Linked DNA regions of Mus musculus: all the other regions are linked to region 1. Evidence: chromatin contacts called from public Hi-C and HiChIP or PLAC-seq data. All regions are on one chromosome and are shown on one strand. The core of a region is the stretch at or near the end of the contact, and the rest is flanking DNA. Distances in the headings are between cores, read along the strand shown. Region 1 holds the start of Chrm3 (cholinergic receptor, muscarinic 3, cardiac). Region 2 overlaps Chrm3 (cholinergic receptor, muscarinic 3, cardiac). Region 3 overlaps Chrm3 (cholinergic receptor, muscarinic 3, cardiac).

Evidence for each region. Hi-C and Micro-C count contacts between places; a contact is called where the count stands out from the background. HiChIP or PLAC-seq counts read pairs in DNA pulled down with a chosen protein or histone mark.
Region 2: a contact with region 1 is called in an H3K27ac HiChIP or PLAC-seq map of stem cell-derived neural progenitor cells. The contact joins the enhancer-like site here to the promoter of Chrm3 in region 1. A contact is called at or near these places in 2 of 484 Hi-C or Micro-C datasets (bone marrow-derived macrophages and nephron progenitors), 7 of 115 datasets of contacts at active chromatin or transcription factors (a beta-TC-6 cell line, bone marrow-derived macrophages, heart atrium and 2 more) and 3 of 9 other capture datasets (adipose tissue, liver and pancreatic islet).
Region 3: a Hi-C map of cortical neurons shows a contact between it and region 1. The contact joins the enhancer-like site here to the promoter of Chrm3 in region 1. A contact is called at or near these places in 1 of 39 promoter capture datasets (embryonic stem cells), 2 of 484 Hi-C or Micro-C datasets (both in cortical neurons), 3 of 115 datasets of contacts at active chromatin or transcription factors (bone marrow-derived macrophages, neural progenitor cells and stem cell-derived neural progenitor cells) and 3 of 9 other capture datasets (adipose tissue, liver and pancreatic islet).

The regions. Positions count from the first base shown.
Region 1 is chr13:10,359,029-10,362,245 of GRCm38.p6, reverse strand. It overlaps Chrm3 (cholinergic receptor, muscarinic 3, cardiac), which reads left to right and starts at 1,443. Exons shown (of 5, transcript NM_033269.4): 1 at 1,443-1,982. Gm26861 (a long non-coding RNA gene) reads right to left here and starts at 2,767. Exons shown (of 7, transcript XR_001780860.2): 1 at 2,310-2,767.
Region 2 is chr13:9,928,430-9,931,646 of GRCm38.p6, reverse strand. All of the region lies in intron 4 of Chrm3 (cholinergic receptor, muscarinic 3, cardiac), which reads left to right. Among named protein-coding and RNA genes, the nearest start is that of Gm40665, 130 kb to the right of the region's middle. Within about 2 kb of position 1,441, at least 36 of the 459 cell types and tissues checked have an H3K27ac peak or open chromatin away from gene starts, as enhancers often do. A contact at or near this core is called in neural progenitor cells and stem cell-derived neural progenitor cells, where this site is marked.
Region 3 is chr13:10,021,107-10,024,323 of GRCm38.p6, reverse strand. All of the region lies in intron 4 of Chrm3 (cholinergic receptor, muscarinic 3, cardiac), which reads left to right. Among named protein-coding and RNA genes, the nearest start is that of Gm40665, 230 kb to the right of the region's middle. Within about 2 kb of position 1,718, at least 2 of the 459 cell types and tissues checked have an H3K27ac peak or open chromatin away from gene starts, as enhancers often do. A contact at or near this core is called in cortical neurons, where this site is marked.

The sequences.
Region 1 (3,217 bases), core at 194-2,693:
TACCTCTCTCTCTCCTTTCTTCCTTCTTTGCAGTCCCCCTTGTCTCTTCTTCCCAAAGACACTGTTGCATTGGTCCACTCTTATTTATTTATTTAGAGATAGGCTGTCTGTATGGCCCAAGCTAAACTTGAACTCATGGGCCATCCTGTCGCAGACTGCCAAATCCTAGGGTTACAGGCGTGTGCTTTTATAAGAATGTTATATCATCATTTTTATCTGTGTTTAGGAAAAGCCACATACTGCTGCAGCAGCAGCCTCCTTAGTATCTAGTACTTTGTTAGAGCTCGCTACTCTGTCCTTATTTAGTTACTTGACATTAGTCTATAGTAAGTAATCCCCCTTTCTCCCAGCTTCACATTCCTCTGGAGTTGTATATGAATTTAAAAGCCTGGCTAGGTTTGCCAGAAATCCCACCACATGGGAAGAGGGGGGAAGAAAGATCAAGATGGGAGTTCAAAGCAGACCCCAGGGAAGAGGAGGGCTAGAGAAGCAAGAAACAAGGAAAGAAGGAAAGAGGGAGGGAGAGAGAGAGGAAGAGCAGGAAGGGTCAGGGATAAAGAAAAAGAAACAAAGAGAGGAAGGAAGGAAGAAGGGAGAGGAAGGTAGAGAGAGAGAGAGAGGGAGGGAGGGAGAGAGAGAGAGAGAGAGAGAGAGAGAGAGAGAGAGAGAGAGAGAGAGAGAGAGAGAGAGACTAGTGAGACTGTGGTTTAATTTTCCTGGCTGAAAAAAAAAAGTGTGCACACATGTGCATATGCACGCAGACGCGTTCTTTTCAGCAGTGCTTCTCTAATTTCTCCTAAAGTGTAAACTTCTGGGGAGCAAAGCTGCCCTGTCCTCTGCTACTTCGCTCTGCATAAACAAACGCTCTTTAAATCTCAAATCGTACACGCACCATACTGTCCCCTTGAGAAAGGTTGCCAGCCGGCTCCTTTATTTTCTGGAGCTGAGGTTCACTTGTCCATAAGTTCAGTCCAAGAAATCGCATTCTTCATACCCTTCTAAGCAATTGAAGGAAACCCACTTCAGACTTCAAATGGAACACGGAAACATCTGATCAACATCAACCCTTGAAACACTGAGCGCAAATAGGGAGCACGTGAGGCCACGCTGGGTGGGTGGAAACTCCTCGCCCAGGTTCTGTGCCCGGCCTCTAGCGATCCTATCCGAAAAGTACCCAGGATCTCCCTGGGCTGGTTTCCCTCGCCCCTGCCAGGCGGAGAATACAGCCAAGCCAGCACGCGGGGAGAAGCGAGGAGCCCGCGGTGCCACTGGGCATGCTCAGAAACAGAGCAGGTTTAGGGCTCCAGCAGGCAGCTAGTGAGTTACACTGAAAGAAGAAGGACTAGGAGGAGGAGGAAGGGGAGGAGGACGAGGGCAGCAGTAGCCACGATCGCCACCACCAGGCAGAGGAAGAGTTCATGAGGAGGGACAGATCTCCTCCCACTTGGAGCGCCTTCTGTCTGCTTTTGGAGAAAAGAATAAAACATATACAAAGAGGCAGAGAAAAGGAATGAGAAGTGAGAGAGCAGGAGGGTAAAAAAAAAAAAAATTAAGGCGAGATCAGAGAGGGCTGGGGTGGGCAGGGGCGCGCAGGACGCGGGGGCGGACTAACCGAGCCCCAGTGCGGTCGCCCGGGCAGGTGCCACGGCTGCTGCCGAGAGGCGGCATGTGACGCGCGGCCGCAGCTGCCCGCGGGCGGAGCGCGCTCGGACCCGGGAGCGCAACCGCGGGCCAAGTCGGCTGCAGCCGGGAGCCCCGCACTCGCGACCGGCCGGGAGGAGCCCGCAGCTGCGCTTGCACCCAGAAGCCGGGCGATGCAGACAAGGGCGGCTCCGAGGCACGAGCGAACCTGAGGACAGTCGCTGTCTCCGAACTCCCTGCTGCGAGAGACCGAGGTTCGGTAGAGCGGACTGGACAGTCCGGGAGATTCGGGGAGGCGCGGAGGACTGGAGTGGGACAGCCACCTGGAGCACGGCTGCCAGGTAAGGACGTGCGCTGCTCGCTACCGCGCAGTGCAGAGAGGCTAGCAGCGAACCTGACCCGGTTTCTTGCCTTATCTGGTGGTGAAATAAGGGGAAAAGTTTTCTGCCTCCGTAGGAAATTTGTTTGCTGGTGGAGTTTAAAGGAAGGACTGAGGAGGGACGAAGAGAGGTGGTTTTGTCAATCTAGGGGAACAGGAACTGGATATCTGTCTGGTGAGGAGTTGGAGCGCAGGGACGAAGGGTGGAGAATGCGGAGGTGGCACCCGAGCGCCTGGGAAAGACAGGGGCAGGCGGTCAGTGGCCAAGAGAGCACCCCTGTCAGCTCACCCGGATCCCTTGGGCTTCTTTTTTCTCTCTCATAGGCAGGATCCAAAAGCGAAGAAGGGAGCGCCAGAGCTGTTTGTCTGGGCTCCTGTGTGCTGGGTCCTCTGTGGGCCTTTCAATACCGTTTTAATTTTTTTTTAGGAAAGCTAAGTCAGATCCCTGCCAACCTTGCAGCGAGGGACGACTCTTGGGGTCACTTTTCTGGAGCGAAAAGGCGGTTTTCATTCCACGCCTGGTGACCTGGGAGAGGGTACTGCGCCAGGGCGCGAGTCTACTCTGGCTCAGCCAGAGCTGCTAAACTATACCGGATCTCTTCTCCGGAGTCTTCCCGCTCCTTTCTGGCACAACCTCGTTTCTGTGCGCAGCTTGTTTCTATGTGGTGGTTTTTAAACCGCTGAGGTCAGGGAGATGGTTGACCCAAAGGGGTAGAATTCACTTGTCCACTCCACGCTTTGAGTATTGGAATTGTGACGCTGCCTTGTCTGCCGGTGTGTGAGACTCTCCTTGCACGCAAGGGTTGGAAGTAAGAGAGGAAAGGAGCATTGGGGACTCGCATCCATATGGATGCATTTTTCAAAACCGCAGACCTTGTTTTGTGGATAAGTGTTTTGAACCTGTCTGAAGTCTGTAAGCATATATGCCACCATCCACCCACCCGACTCCACTGATATTCTTGACAGGGTTTTGAAAGGGTGGCAGACTCTGCTGTTAGGGAAACTGACCACTTCATTGTGAGCTTTCAACAGATCTTTCCTTTCCCTCTTTGCCTCTGAGGTTCAACAAGATAGGAAATGTACCATTCCTGGACACACACACACACACACACACACACACACAGCACTTTGCCCCCGCCCCCACCCCTTTTTGGGTTACTATTTGAAAACAGAACATATTCTTAAAAGCCTGCTTAA
Region 2 (3,217 bases), core at 192-2,691, 430 kb after region 1:
GCCCCAGCTACCACAGCATGTTGTCCGTAAGCCACCCACCTACAAGTGTGCTTCAAGACATCCTGACTCTGCAGTGAAGTTGACCTAAGGTGACTTCCCATGTCATGAACATAAACCAAAATGTCTTTCATTTACTTTAATTAATCTTTGAGGATTGAGGGTGATTTCTGATACAAGGGATGCTTCAGACACTTAACTCTGCCCTTTTATCTTATAGTTGAAATCTCTTTAAATTATATCAACATAAAGTGGATTATTGACCCTTGGGATAAGTTTGCTTGAACTTTCAGAATGGCTGGTTTGTTCTGGAGATGAGTAGAGAAGAAATGTGGATTCACTAGCATCTCTGAACTTGATGTCACATTTTGTTAGCATATAATTAAACTCATTTCCCATGATCTCAGGGTACAACTGTATAGTGTGCAGAGTCACAAAAACACTGTGGCCCTCACAGAGGAGAAATGCAAAGGTTTCATTTGTTGGTTTAGATCTGGTCTGGGTTTTGGTTTCTGGCTATTTTTTGGTTTTGTTTTGTTTTGTTTTGTTTTGTTTTGTTTTGTTTGTTTTTGAGGCATGGTCTCACTGCATAGACTACGCTGCCCTTGAACTTCCAATAATATTCCTGCCTCACAATGATCGCTGTTTCCTTATACCTATGAGGTGTGTGCCAATTATTTTCCTCCTTGTTATGACAAATGCATAACAAAAGCAAGTTATGTAAGAGTTCCTTTTGGTTTGTTATTTGAAGGTGCAGTCAGTCCACAGTAGTAGGGAGAGCATGATGGTAAGGGAAACTCAGTCTCTAGAGGAGAAGGGGGAAGCAGCTGGTCACACCACATCTGCAGCCAGGAAGCAGAGACCAAGTGCTGCTGCTGAGCTGCCTGTCTCTCTTTTCCCATTCTATTCAGTCTAGGCCCCCGGGGCCACAGAATGATGCTGCCTATAGTCAAGGCATATCTTTTCTTTAGCTATACCTCTTGAAACAGTCTCACTAGTATACCTAGAGGTGTGTATCCTAGGTTATTCCATATCCAGTCAGGTGACAGTTAATGTAACTATCACTGGATTTGGTTTTATTGTTGATTTTGGTTTTTGGTTTGTTTGCTTGCTTCCTTTTTATTGTGATTGCCATAAAAAGAAATGCTTAGTCTGGAGAACTTAGTTTCTTAAATTCATTGTCATTTAAGGTAGAAACTAGATTTCATGCAGCAGATAGCTGTGTCTTGTGGCCTACATCACTACTATTTGGAATTGTCTATGACTCCCAATCAGCAGCTTTTTAGACATTGGTTAAACACACATACACTGGAAACATAAAAGATCCAGGTATGCATGCCTCTAACCCCAGCACTCAGGAGGCTTAGGCAGAACTATGTATTCCAGGCCAGCCCGGGCTATAGGATGTCTCTAAAGAACACAATGGTGAAAGGAGAGAAGGAGGAGCAATGGCAGGCAGGCAGACAAAAGACACAGCAGATCTGAAGTCTCAAAATGATGTCATCATACTCAAGAATGCCTGGATTTCTGTTGCCATGGCTACCGTCCAGGATTCAGTCAGTTCCCCCAGATTGCATCACTGGTTCTCAAATAGTCCTTCTGCCTCTAGGCTAGTGTTTATTTGTATGGTCCTTCACATCACTTGTATGTTATCATAAAAAACAGGCCTCCTCTCACCTGTAAACTTCAGTGACCCAATCTAAGCAAGCTCAGATCAAATAACAACACAACCCGCTGGGTGTGTCTTTCTTTCTCCAAATTTCTCATGTTGTTTTTTAGGAACATTTTCCTCCCTACTTTTCAAGTCACATAAATTGATTACCCCAAATGAGGGCCACACTTTGGTAGCTCAGAGTCTAGAAAAAAATGTGAATCTCACGTACTAAAAAGTGATGTCCACATTCCCAACTCCACTTAGCAAACATCAGCTAACACTCCCTGTTGTTGACTAGGCCAGCATCCCCTATTAAATTATCTGCTCTATTCTTTGGGTATTCCTCTTAGCAATTACAACTTGCTTAAACCAAGCAGATTAGCTGGAGGCATGAAGGATACAGTAATGGTCCTCCATAGGTAAGGAGGAAAACTAGAAGACCTGATTAACTGTCAATTAATCTCAAGTGAACATTTACACCTGGAAGCCTAGTACCTTATTCTAATGGAAAATGGAAGACTTTAAAACTCAGGTGGAAATTCCACATAATTAGCCCTTTAAAAATCTTCAATTATTCATAATATAAGTAACCTGACCACCCCCAAAGAGGATGAGAGAGTATAAGTAAAAGCTCAGAGTGTTAGCTTTAGATTCACTGTCGACAGATTCTAGACAGGAAATTTATATATACAGGGTATTATATATTTTCTAAATGTTTTCAAATATGTATTAATATGGATGATGACTAATAGACACATATACATATATTTAGGATTTATTTGAAATATGGTTAAATCAAAACCATCAGCATATATATTCTGTACCTATTTCATGGTGGTAAAAACAGAAAATTTACTCTCCTAGCAACTTTAATATTTACATTGGATATAAATGGTGTATTGGTTAGAGTTACTATTACATGATGAAACACCAAGCCCAAAGCAACTTGAGAAGGAAAAATTTATTTGGCTTACACAGCAACGTTGTTCATCATTAGAGGAAGTCAGAGCAGGAACCTGGAGGCAGGAGCTGATACAGAGGCCATGGAGGGATGTTGCTTACTGGTTTGCTTCCAATGGCTTGCTATCTTAGTTAGGGTTTTACTGCTGTGAACAGACACCATGACCAAGGCAACTCTTATAAGGATAACATTTAATTGGCACTGGCTTATAGGTTCAGAGGTGCAGTCCATTATCATCAGGGCAGAAGCATAGAAGTGTCCAGTCAGGCATGGTGCAGGAGGAACTTCGAGTTTTACATCTTCATCTGAAGGCCACTAGAAAAAGATTGGCCACCTATAGGGTTGCAGACCCCTTCATCTCCTTGGGTGCTTTCTCTAGCTTCGTATCTCTAGCTGCATATGTAGCAGAAGATGGCCTAGTCAGCCATCACTGGGAAGAGAGGCCCTTTGGTATTGCAAACTTTATATGCCCCAATACAGGGGAATGCCAGGGCCAAGAAGCGCTCTTATTGCCCACCCCCTACAGTGACACACCTTCTCCAACAAGGCCACACCTTTTCCAACAAGGTCAAACCTCCTAAAAGTGCCACTCCATGGACCAAGCT
Region 3 (3,217 bases), core at 469-2,968, 340 kb after region 1:
CCTTCTATTCATTCCCAAGCTTCTCGTATATTTTTGCATAATAATTCTGTATATTTTTGCATAATCACCTTGCCCAGAAGTATTTTTTTCACGCTGCTTACATTTTATCTATGAGGGGATTCTGAGCTATAGGTTTATCAATTTGGTTTTTCTGCATCAGACCAATGACTTGTAATCATCATGGGATGCCTGTCATAATGCATGGTCTATTTAATGAAATCCAAAACAGACCAGACATCTTGCCGTGGCCTCCTATTTATTGTTTGACAAGGAAAGTATCTCTTTTTTTCCTCCTTCACGACAGATGATACTGTAAATATTATGTGTAAAAGGCTTTCAAAATAAAAAGATGGTGGTGCTAAAGATTCTTGAACCTGTTTCTCATTTGTATTTATGCCCTTCATCCATGAAGTGGCTTCAAGTTAATGCTTATCTGAAATCTCTCTTAGTTATTCATTCAAGAAATGACATGCTGGAAGGCAAAGCTGTTTGCTGCCCTTGTCCCATCCTCTTATACTAATGAATGTATAGTGTGTAGCCCCATGGTACGTAAACTGTAAGGAAAGCATCAGACCGTATTAAGAATGATTGATGTAGGTGTGGATGAATTTTCATGCACCTGCCAGTGACTTTGTGGAACAGAAACTCAGTTTAAGCAAACCATTTAAATCTTGTGTTTGTGCTCAATAAGCATTGGGTGCGTGAATGTTGAGCACTGATTCTCTGTCAACCCATCCTGTGAACTAGACAAAAGGCATACATGCCTCCATAAAGTAGCAGAGACATAAGGGCTTCATCTCAGAGGTATAAAGATATGTCAATACAGCCCTCTCCTGTCAGAGAACTCCAGGTTAAATGCAGTCCTTCAATTGCAAGCATTGTGTGTGTGTGTGTGTGTGTGTGTGTGTGTGTGTGTGTGTGTAAGACACCCAAGTCAAATGAAGTCATTCCCCACTGCCCAGCTAAGTGACACTAGATCTGAGTGCTTTGTTCTAGAAATACCACCTGTGGGTGGCTGCCTTTCACACAGTGCTCTACTCACAGCCTGAAGGCCTGGGGCTGAACATGCTACACTCGGGAAAAATGCATTCATTGTGAACCCTTTCTCTTCCCATCACCAATCCAGCTTTAGGCTCTAACTAAATTAGAAATATGGAAATTCACTAAATTATCTACTAATTTCTTAGATATTTTATTCAAATGGTGTGCGATAGCTATATAGGAAATTTGAGTTTGTTATGGTAATTTTAGTGTATCTGTAAAATGTACTTTGTCTTTTTTATGTAGCCAAATATTCAGATTTAACTTCAGACTGCTATTGAGGGGAGGAAGACGGAAGAGGTTTGCCTTGACCCAATAAAGTACATTCAAATAGCTTTTATATTCAGTATGAGGAGTGTGTATGGGGGGGTGTGTATGTGTGCTTGTATGTGGGTATGTGTGTCCAGAGAAGGATGTTGAATGCCCTATCCTATGGCTCTTGTCCTTACATCCTTCAGACAAGAACTCTGACTGAACTCGGAGCTAGGCTACCAACTGGCATGCCCCAAAATCCAGCCCTCACACCACTAGGCTCATAGGTGCATGTGTGGCTTTTTGCATGGGTGGCAGGGATTCAAACTCAGGTCCTCCTGTTTGTGCAACAAGCACTCTTATCCATGGAGCCATCCCCCCAGCCTCTATATTCAGTGCATTTAACACAGTCGTGTGCTAAGAGGTAGGCAAAAGACATATTTTGTTCCTCTTCATGTTCTTGGCAGGATCTCACTCTGTGCCTGCATGCTGTGCATCTGAGCAAATGCAGACTTTGAGGGGTCAGTGACTGGTTAGTTACGAGCACCCTCCCAGCCCCAAACAAAGGTAGCATAGCATGATTATGGTGGCATCATAGGAGATGAGGTATATTTACATGAAAACTGTTGGCAGAAGCTTATGGGAATATGAAGATGGAAATAACATATATGTAAATTATTCCATTTTTATCTAACATTTTAGGAGTTGTCTTCATGCTTCATAATTTTTTAGTTAACTGAAATTGTTAAATGTCTCAACATTCATGTTTTTAAAATTAGCTCATCTATTAAAAGCAATCCTGCTTTAAATTGATGTGTCTATTAAAAGAATTTTTTCAAGGGAAAAAAATTCTTTTTACTTTACAGTTCTATGTGATTATTTTATAGGAAATACTTGGTTGATAGAATCTCATGTGTGTTTTGGTAAGTTGTTATGGTGACTGATAAAAGTAAAGAAAATGTTCAGCTTAGACTGGGGAGTTGGCTCAATGGGAAACGTGATTGTCCTGAATATATGAGGGTCTGAATTCTGATTCCCAGGACACACGTAAAGCAAATGTGATAAACGGTATTCTGTGACCCCAGTACTTCCACATCCATACAGAAGGCAGAGACCAGAGACTCCCCAGAAGCTAGGAGACCAGCCAGCCTGGTGAATGCAGAAGGAAGAGAACTGGAGACCCTCTTTTATTTACTTATTTTTATTTATTTTTACTTATTCACTTTACATCCCACTCACTGCCCCACTCCCGGTCATCCACTCCCACAATCCTTCCCCAGTCCCCTCTCTTTCTCCTCTGAGCAGATGGGACCCTGGCACTTCAAGTCTCTGTGAGACTAGGTGCTTCCTGGAGACTCTCTTTTAAACAAGGTAGAAGGCAAGCGCCAGTACTTCAGGGCGCCCTCATGTGCACTCTGGTGTATAAGCGCCTGCTCTCACACACAGGAACATGCACACACACGCATACACACACACACACACACACAGGGGAGGAGGGAGAGAAGGAGACAGACAGACAGGGAGACAGAGACAGACTGATTTCTCTAAAGTGTAAAACTTTATATTTTATATTGTAGGTATTCATGTGCTAGAGCTTGGATTTCTCAAAACAAAATGGAGATAGTGTTGCATCTCCTAACCCTCCTGCCTATTCAAGAGTTTCCACTGGCAAGGGCAAAGCCTGCAGCTACTTGTCCAAGAAATAAGGGAAACAACACAGAATGTCTCATAGTCAAGTACCTAACTCTCAAATCTAAGGTTTCTTCGTACTGTCTAATGGAAGCTCTCAGATTTATTAAGCGGTACCACACCTAAGTCTAAGGGAGGGGGCAGGAGATGAAGGGCTCAACAGAGCATGGACAGATTCATCCAGAATACCATGTTTTGTCAAAGGGGCTTATCCAGCATGCACACATACTCTAGC